2 separate regions of the Bicyclus anynana genome follow, and region 2 is linked to region 1. A link is a contact called in public Hi-C data. All regions are on one chromosome and are shown on one strand. The core of a region is the stretch at or near the end of the contact, and the rest is flanking DNA. Distances in the headings are between cores, read along the strand shown.

Evidence for each region. Hi-C and Micro-C count contacts between places; a contact is called where the count stands out from the background.
Region 2: a Hi-C map of whole body shows a contact between it and region 1, with 4 times the contacts expected there. The contact joins the promoter of LOC112049404 here to the enhancer-like site in region 1. A contact is called at or near these places in 2 of 2 Hi-C or Micro-C datasets (whole body and whole larva).

Annotation. Positions count from the first base shown.
Region 1 is chr5:8,785,941-8,790,591 of ilBicAnyn1.1, reverse strand. LOC112049404 (RNA binding protein fox-1 homolog 3) reads left to right here. Exons shown (of 13, transcript XM_052881830.1): 6 at 844-898; 7 at 1,839-1,859; 8 at 2,641-2,743. Among protein-coding and RNA genes, the nearest start is that of LOC112049408, 13 kb to the right of the region's middle. Within about 2 kb of position 2,606, at least 8 of the 8 cell types and tissues checked have open chromatin away from gene starts, as enhancers often do.
Region 2 is chr5:8,849,597-8,854,247 of ilBicAnyn1.1, reverse strand. LOC112049404 (RNA binding protein fox-1 homolog 3) reads left to right here and starts at 2,140. Exons shown (of 13, transcript XM_052881830.1): 1 at 2,140-2,472. The coding sequence starts at 2,461.

The DNA.
Region 1 (4,651 bases), core at 1,357-3,856:
TTTAAAAATTAAAAAAGTATGTTGTTATTAAATGAAAAAGGTGATATAAGCTTAAACATATTCGATAGAGCAGTAAGGGCCATACACAAACAATGCTTCTGCAATATATTGGAAAATAGATAAACCCAATCAGAAACATACAAATAAGATGCAAGCGTGAGCAGGTGGTTCCATTATTAATGTTATCTTTAATGTATTTTTATTACAATAACTTTAACAGCCATAACACAACTTAAAACAGTTTTTAACCAATTGAAAAAATAGAGGAGGAATTCTCAATTCTACAGAATCTTTTTTTTTATTTTTCATGTATGTTTCCCGATTACTTGAAAACCCCTGGACCGATTTAGAAAATTCTTTTTTGTTTGAAAGGGTGGTTTATAAGCTCGTGGTAGTCCCATGATAACCAGGTCAGGAACTGATGATGGTATCCTGTAGAAACCCAGGGAATAATCAATTTTTTTTTGTCAGTCACTAGTTTTTTATAAAAATATTATTGTTATTTCCATCTCGATGCTATAAATATTGCATTTTTGATAACTAATCTATGAAGTTTTAAATATTAAATGTCTGTTCTCAAAAACTATTACTCCGATTTGAAAATTATTCTAATCTTTTTATTAGGTAATTTATTTTTTGGTGGAATTTTTTTATATGAGCAAATGTGACCTTGATGCGGGTGAAAAAAAAAAATGGAGCACAGTATTTTCTAATGAGTTTGAATCTCACTGAACTTTTTTTAATTCAAAATAAATTTGGGTTCTAAATAAAAAAATAAATGATTTTGGGTGCAATTTGGGCTTAAAATTTCATTTTTTAATATATTTTTAATTTCCCGCTCAGGTTAATAACGCCACAGCGAGAGTGCAGACGAAAAAACCGCCTGCGGTTCCGAACGGTGAGCAAAAATTTATAATACAATAACCATATTTTTTTTGTTGAAAATATTAAAAAAATCCCGATAACCGTGTACTCTGCACTTAACTAAACCTGTCATATAGTGATACAATTCACCACTTCTCCTATGAACAATTAGTTTCAATATGTATATGTTTATATAATATAATGCATCTTAGGATTTTCTCTTTTAACCCATCCAGATATTCTGGCTAGAAACGGATCAGTTCCCACTCTGGGTGAGGGTGCTGGCTTATACACATCGGTGTTGTCCATGTTACTGTTTCCACGTGTTACATGTTACCTAGATACGTTGGAATGTTAGTGCTTAGGTGAATGCTATTTAGAGAATGACACCACGGCCGCCGGAGACAGCCCAATATGCACATGTGCACTTGCGTCTATAACTCTATAGGTATAAAAAAAACAAAAATATAATTAATATGTTGTAAATATTTACACTGTTACTCACCATAAACAATACTCTAAAGAATGGCAAACATTCTCGAGTTTAATAGAAAGTAAAATGCATTTTTCGCATGAACATAATTATGCTAATAAATAAATATCTTAGTTTAGTTAATTATATTTCTCATATAAGCGAAATTTTATGTAATTCTTTTGAGAAAATAAAGATCTTAAATTATTTTAAGTAAATAATGCATATTATCTTTGTAAATATCCGGCCTGTCTCCGGCAACCCAGCCTGACCAACACCTGTCCGGATAACACCTGAACTAGTGGGCTTCTTAGTTTTCACTTTAATAATAATTATCCAAATTTCCTATTTTATCAACTTGTTAGAATGAATGCGGTTTCAGTCTTGCACTATCAATTTTTCCATTCTGTAGTGGAGAATGTCTTCTAGGACCGTTATCACTGTGTAGTCTGCCCATATGGGAGAACAATGTTGTAATGTGTCCTCCGTTGTTTTGTTTCAGTGTGTGTCCAGTGGCCCGAAGGTGAGACCCTCACGTTCCCTATATAGATCAATCCATTCTGATCGTCCCAAGCTTTCGCGATTACATTATTATAATAACATTCATTCGAGCATGATCTTTTTCTACTTATGTGGTGGGACTATGGTTCATTAGTTCTAATGCTCGATGAGATGTCGTATGTCACCGATATGTAAAGATATTCTAACGGCCATGCTTCTTTAGAGCAGAAAGTAGGTATGTGTTTAATAAATAGCACGGTGGTGAGCATTTTATACTTCGGCGATGTAATTGAAGTCGTGCTGTAATGTGGCATGGCCTTGTCTCGGCGGTACACTCGATGTCAATAATGGATACTCGATTATATTAGTTATTTTGACTTGCATTCTAGCTCATAGTGAATAGTAACATTAGATTTATTGTTTATTTGTGATTAATGATTGGACAATAACTTGTTAGCATTTTGGATTTGCATCTAATATGTATAAGCGTGCAGCGCCACGCCGCGACTCCTAGACCGGTATTTATATGATACACTTCATTAAGTTCTTTATTAACTTGAGTAAAAATGCGTTTTTATAAAGCTAAATCTTCAGCTTCCACGTTTCTGCATCATTTTTAGTATCTCGGGTTTAAGATATTTGTCGAAAGACGTGTTTCATTCTCTCGAACGGAACACACCCGTAGCGCGTAAGTAGCGCGCAGTACGTAAGCGGATCGCAAGAAGCACGGGCGCCTCGACTATCGGCAGCGGGCGCTCGACGGCTCGAGCGAGCCAGGTATGTAGCGGCGCGTGTGTGCGCAGGGCTGCGGGTGTCCGGCGTGTCGTGGCCGTGGCTGGGCGCCGCGCCCGCCGCCACGCCCGCGCCGCCGCTCGTGCTGGCGCCGCGCGCCGCGCAGCGACGCAGGTAACGCGCACGCATGCCAGTAGCTCGTTGTGTGTTGCATGTAGCCCCCGCGGCGGCTCTCCGCGGCGCGGCCGTGCTGCGCGGCCGCTCGCCGCGCCCGCCCGCCGCGCCCGCGCACCCCCACCCCCTCCATTCCGCCGTGATGCCCCGCGCCGCCGCCTTCGCCTCGCCGTTGCACGCATACGCACCGTGAGTACTCACACGCAGCACCGCCCCCGCACCGCCCGCACCTACCCCACCCCGACCCCGAGCACTTACTGATCCAATTGTGTAAACGATGCAATGATTTCAGTTGTGTATTTTATGATATATAAAAAAAAACAATAAAATTCAGGTGTTTTTACAATTGTTTCAGTAAGTTATAGAATTTCACCTTTTATACATGTGTGTGAAACCACCGTCACTAACTGTACGTTTATTAATTTAAAGTTGTAATTAGTACTTATTAGTTTTATGCTATGCATTAATTTGGTGGTTGCACAACGCACATTTTTTCCTAACATAGGTACTATAAATATGAAAGCAAATGTAGATCTATAATAAAACACATTGCTTTTGTATTTTTTGTTGTTACCTTCCTCGTCTTTCTCTTGCCAATTATGATTCCTCTGTTCGTTTTCTTCTTCGTTCGTTCCTTATAAATTAAAAATATACCCGTTGGCGATATATTCAATAGATCGCTTACGATGCTTTATGGTCCAGTAATAGGCATTCACAACACTCTACATTAACAAAAAAATATGTAAAAGTTTCAAGTTTAATATGTTATGGGCAATTATAATCATTAATTGCTTTATAGAGAACAAAAGCTAATGATTTTATCATAACTAATGAACACTAAGTTATAACGAAAATGTTCAGGATTACTGATAAAAAATATTGGGAATTAATTATATTAAATTATTATTTTTTTCAAATAGATAGAAACATAACTAAAGCCAAACTCGCTGTGCGCTATTTATTAAAAACAAAACCGGTAGTCATTTTGCACCTATTAATAATTTTAAAGAACTCGTTCATAAATAAATAAATGACACTTTTGATTAATAAGTTTATAACAATGAGATGTAGTTAATATTTTACGAAAAACATTTTGAAATATTTATTATATTTCAAAATGTTACATATTTTCATATAAATTAGGTATGAAATGACAATCGGCTTTGTAACTTTATTTTACATCAAACATTTAACATCGAGTTTGTTGTTAAACATTGCACATCGAGTTAGGCTTTTAGTATAATTATAGAACTTCTAATATTTTTATTGTTGAATTTAAACAGGACGCGAAGCTTATCCCATGGCATCTCCTATCCTAAACAACACAACAATTTCCTATCCCTTTTCCAGTAACATGATTGGTACGAATCTAACCTTTATACTCTATAATTAATCACTCTTATTTTATTGTAATTAACTTTCCTAGGATATGCATTTTTCGCCTTTGAACATCCGCTTGCGCTCGTAATCATAAAATATTGTATTTAATAAATATCATTGCTTACTTACTCACTCTATGTTTAATTTAATAATACAAAATATAAAAATTATTTGATAAAGGCTGCATAGTTGCCTTGTAAGTAAAAATGCGAAAAATGTGTAACCTTTTCCTAGTTGAAACATAGAAAATTATTATTAGGTACTTTCTTTACTTTCTGTATAGATAGATGTTGTAGAATATTTTTTTGGTATATTTACTTCTAGAACGCTAAAATTAACTTGACGATATTTTTACATCTTTATGAAACTTTCTACTAAAAACGAGCACTGTAATTAGATTTTAATATAGATCGTGGCATGTCAACTTTATTCTTCGTCATTATAGAACCTTTCACGCTTCTGTATCCTGAAAACTTAATGCATACTATTTTAATTTATTACCAATTAGTACTTGTTAGACTTTTAATA
Region 2 (4,651 bases), core at 891-3,390, 64 kb before region 1:
GTATTAAAAAAATATTCCTTCTCGAGCCTCTTATTCTGGGTAGAAAATCTACCGGTCTACCAATTTTATATTATGTGCTTTCGATTGAAAATTTCATAATTTGAAACTTTTTTGCTTGTTTCTCAATTTATGCTGCGGGTAGAATTTATTGTTAACGGCTGTTTTTATACGCTGATTATTATTATTATTTATCTTCGAACCCTAGGGCTCAACCCTCAAAATCTAGGAAATTCTCAGTTCAATAGCCATACAAAACAATTATGAGATGAGAAGAGGACGCCCTCATTACATGAGCTCGGACTTTTAGAGTAAGCTATGAATTTGTTATGTGTTCGCTAGAGGGCCTTGTATTTAACTGCTGCATTACTAGATGGCGCTGTCAGTACAATGAAAAAATTCTCAACGAAAGTTGTATTTACTATTTTAATTTTAGACCATTAATATTATCTTATTAATGGTCTAAGATTTTAATTTACTCAATATAAATAACAATCATAATACCTTACTGGTACTTGGAATTTAATTTTAAGACATTTCTGACTCGGACTCGCGCTCAAAGGGTTCCGTACCCGATCCCATTATCTTTTAAAACGGCAAAAAAACACGTTTATTGTATTGGAGCCCCACAAAATGTCTATATTTATTATAGCGAAAAGAAGATTATTCGTTTGTTTCTACAAAAAAAAAATTTGGAGATTTGTAAAATACCTAAACAGTGAATGAATTAAAAACTAAGATGTGTGTCACTGTGTACACGCAAATCTTTTAAACTAATGACGAGAACGGAAGGGAACCTTTGTTCACACGTAAAAAGGAGGGTTAAATAAAGATGTTGAGGAAAGATGCAACAGATGTGGGTTATTCATTCCCAAATATTTTTATTTTTAGGGGTCGCTTGGTTTGTAACACGGTTTTTAACACGAATTTCCTTCCTTCCTAACTACGTGATAATTTATAAGCAAAGCTTTCATAGTATAACAAAACAATATTTAGGTAAGTAGACACTTACCTAAATAAATTGAATTAATTTGTTCATGCTTTGTTAGCGGATCCACTAATGATTTAGAAAATGGGTAGAAGCCCACGCCACGCAGTAGGTATTATGAATGATATTAATTGTTATTTAATTGCCTTAGTAAGTGCTTGTCAGTACCTGCCTATTGTTTTATTATTATCTACCTAATGTGTAGGTTACCAACCAACATACGTGAAAATATGGAGATAATAGGAATGTGTAGGTAACCCGGGGTAAACAATGTCTACCTGCCTATTTTTATGATTTTATAGCTAGATAGTGTAGTTGCAATAAGTAGGGACATAGATTACCCATTTTCCTATACATATATACCTACTAGAGGTTGCCAGTAATTTTCAAATTAGTTGACTAACAAAGGTAGGATAACTGAAATTAATTTTAAAACATTAAGTAGGTATATGTTTTTTTTTATAAATTACGCCTACATAATAATAGTTATTCGGTTTGTTATAACATTATGTATTATACCTACCTATATATTATACTACCTGCTATTGTATTTAAAAAATAAAGATGAGTAAATATTTTTTGTGAGCGGGAATAGCTTGATCCGGAATGAGAGGGAGCGCGCAGCACACGAGTTGGGATGACGCCCGGGGAGCGATTCATTGATCTCAGCCCCTCTCGGCAAAACGACCGAGACAGATGTATACGCGGCTACTCTAAACAAGCTCTCGTCTCAGCATCTATTTATGCTGCACGCTCATTCCCGTCTCCAAACATTTTGCTAGGAAATATAAAAGTAAAAAACAAAAAGGCAAATTGGCTGTAGGCTGTACTGTAGCTACTTACAAAATAGCAAGATACTAGATAATTGAACCTTGTTAAAAAATAAAAAAATACTCAATGTATTTTGATCCATTGACAGAGCTTTTATCTAGAGAATTTATTAGCTTGAGTGATGTGTAATTTACACTCTACAGAAAATATAGTTACATTAACATTAGATTAAATAAAATAGTATTAATAACAAGTTACGCACAATACGAAAGCATAACCATAGCAAATAGCTTGTATTGTTGTGTTATAAACGACAGAAAGAGACGGCATATCGCATCACAAATCCGACTCCGTTCGGATTTCGGAACTTCGCTCCGTCCCTCTCTCGCAGATGGCGGATCGCATGGGCTCGGTGAGTCGCCACGCGTGCCCGTCCGTTGTTGCACATCGACGTCAACCGCTTTCAGTGCTATAGCGCGTTCCTCCGCGCTATATCTACATAACCTAAAATTTTACAATTTTGTTTCATCCTTCACTGTTAACTAGTACATTCAATACTCATGATTATCTCGAGTTTATAAAAGTTGTGGTGCGGAGTTAACGCCCGATCGAGTGGCGTTTGTTGAGTGTATTTTGTGCAACACAAAGTAAATATAAACGGCAAGCTGTGGGGTTCGGGGGCCTTTTTTTTGCCGCCGCAGGGGATGTACTACCCCGTGAGTATTTTGATTTATTTTAATATTCATAGAGGTATACTTGTTAATTAAAAGGATTTCCGTTCGCAGTTGCGACACCGACGTGATTGTAACGTTAGAATGCCGAGATAGGTAAATAAAAGTATTTCTACGCGCATGTCAATAATCGTTACGATATATCGTGCTTTGAACGACAAAAACTGTATTATATGCAATTGTAAACAGTACGACGTTTAATTAACGTTATTAATAAACAAAAAATGTGCTAAAATTAACAATAAAACAATGGAATGGTAGTTGTGTGGCGTGAAGTTGTTCACTATCGAAAGGACATAGCGACTACGCTGCTAAAGCGAGTACCGAACTTAATTAATAATTTTGCTGAATCACATTTGAAAGGATTATGTCCTTATTTGTTCTAAATATCAAATTAGCATAGACAAAAAATATTATTAATACGCAAGCTTGTTGAAACAGAATTTTGTTTTCTATTTGCAGCAACTAAGGGTGCATTAACCTAGCAGTAACTTAGAACGATTATAGTAATAACGGGCAGCTTTAATTTGCGATCGGCAGCTGGCCAACTAGTATAAATGTAATTACTCCAGACGATTCATTGTTGTGACATTGAACCGTGAATGAATCCATTGTTGCCGTTCCTTTCCCCATCAGGGCAAGCTGTACTAGATAGAAAGAGATGCAAATCGGGAGTAGGTACATGAAATAGTATGTATACTGTGATACATAGACATACGTACATAACAATAATAACTAAGTGGATTAAATTATCGTTACAATAATTTTAGATGATTCGTAACACTTTAAAGTCTGGTTTATTTAGCACAAGCGAATTGCGTTTATATTTTTATCTTCGTCTCCCCTCGCAAACAGCAAATGGAACGGTTTGATGAACCACAGCATGAAAATATCCCCCTACGTAGGTTCACCATAATTCATTATTCAAAAACGGGACGCGCAACAATAATAAACAGAACTGTCTGTCCTATTACGCCTAATGTGTACGATTTAGCAGTTTATCTTTTTCATTTTTTGCTAGAAGACATTTCAAACACATTGTAAACCATCTGTTTGTTAGCGGTATTTTCCGCGTGGTAGGTAGGTATCTATCTCCTAATAAATACTTACCTATCTACCTACCCAATTCAAAAATGTGAATCTTCGTCTTGCAATCGTAGACAGTTTCTGTGATATAAATAGGTAGGTACCTATACTAGGTATGTGCCAAACTTCGAGTCCGATCTGAACAGGAGGCCAATGTGTACAAAACATAACCAGCAGTTTTAAAATATTTGCGCAATTCTGCGTGTTGCAACGTCAGAGAGGACTAGAAATTTGGCGCGTACTATACATATTCATAATAATATGTATTCTGTAGTATAGGTAAGTATACCACAGAATCTGACTATGATTGCACCTCATTTATTCTTAATCAATAATATGTAATGGTCTAAGATCCGGCATTAGAAATATATACCCTCATCTGTTATTAATGAGTGCTATGAAATAAATTATAGATAATGTTCAGCGACACAGGTGAGGGCAATGATGTTAAATACTGTTAGATGTGTTACTAGGTCATGAAAAATGAGGCGCTCAAAAGAGGAACATTCCACATATCTATGTTAGTTGTGATCAACAACGAACGTTATTTAAACAAATGATACCTAAATATCGTCTATAATATCGAGTTGTGTATAGGAAGTGTAAAAACTATATACATAAATAAATAATGGAATTAAAGACAAAGTTGTGCATGTGTGCGGCTATTTTGTAGCCTAATATTCGGGTCACTTTTTGCGGTTTTTTGTAGGGACGTAATCGATCTGTAGTATAAAATTATCATTGGGTGAGGGTATATTTTTCTTATGCTAGATCTCGTACTATAAATCAAATAAAGATTTATTAAAAATATGGTATCACAAGCTATACATAGGTACTCCTACCATATAGTGCCTGCTACATACCACAAGAGAGTTCAAGGTCTACAGTTGTTTTTAAATCGTAAGCTAATAAGCCGATTTATTATTATTACCATGCGGTTTATCGGGCTAATTAATATTAGGTATCTGTTAGTGATTTTTAAATATTTACCATTATGATACCCTACCCTAAATATTTACTATTCCATAGTTTAAGAACCAACATACAAAACCTACCTATACTACAGCCTTTCTTGATG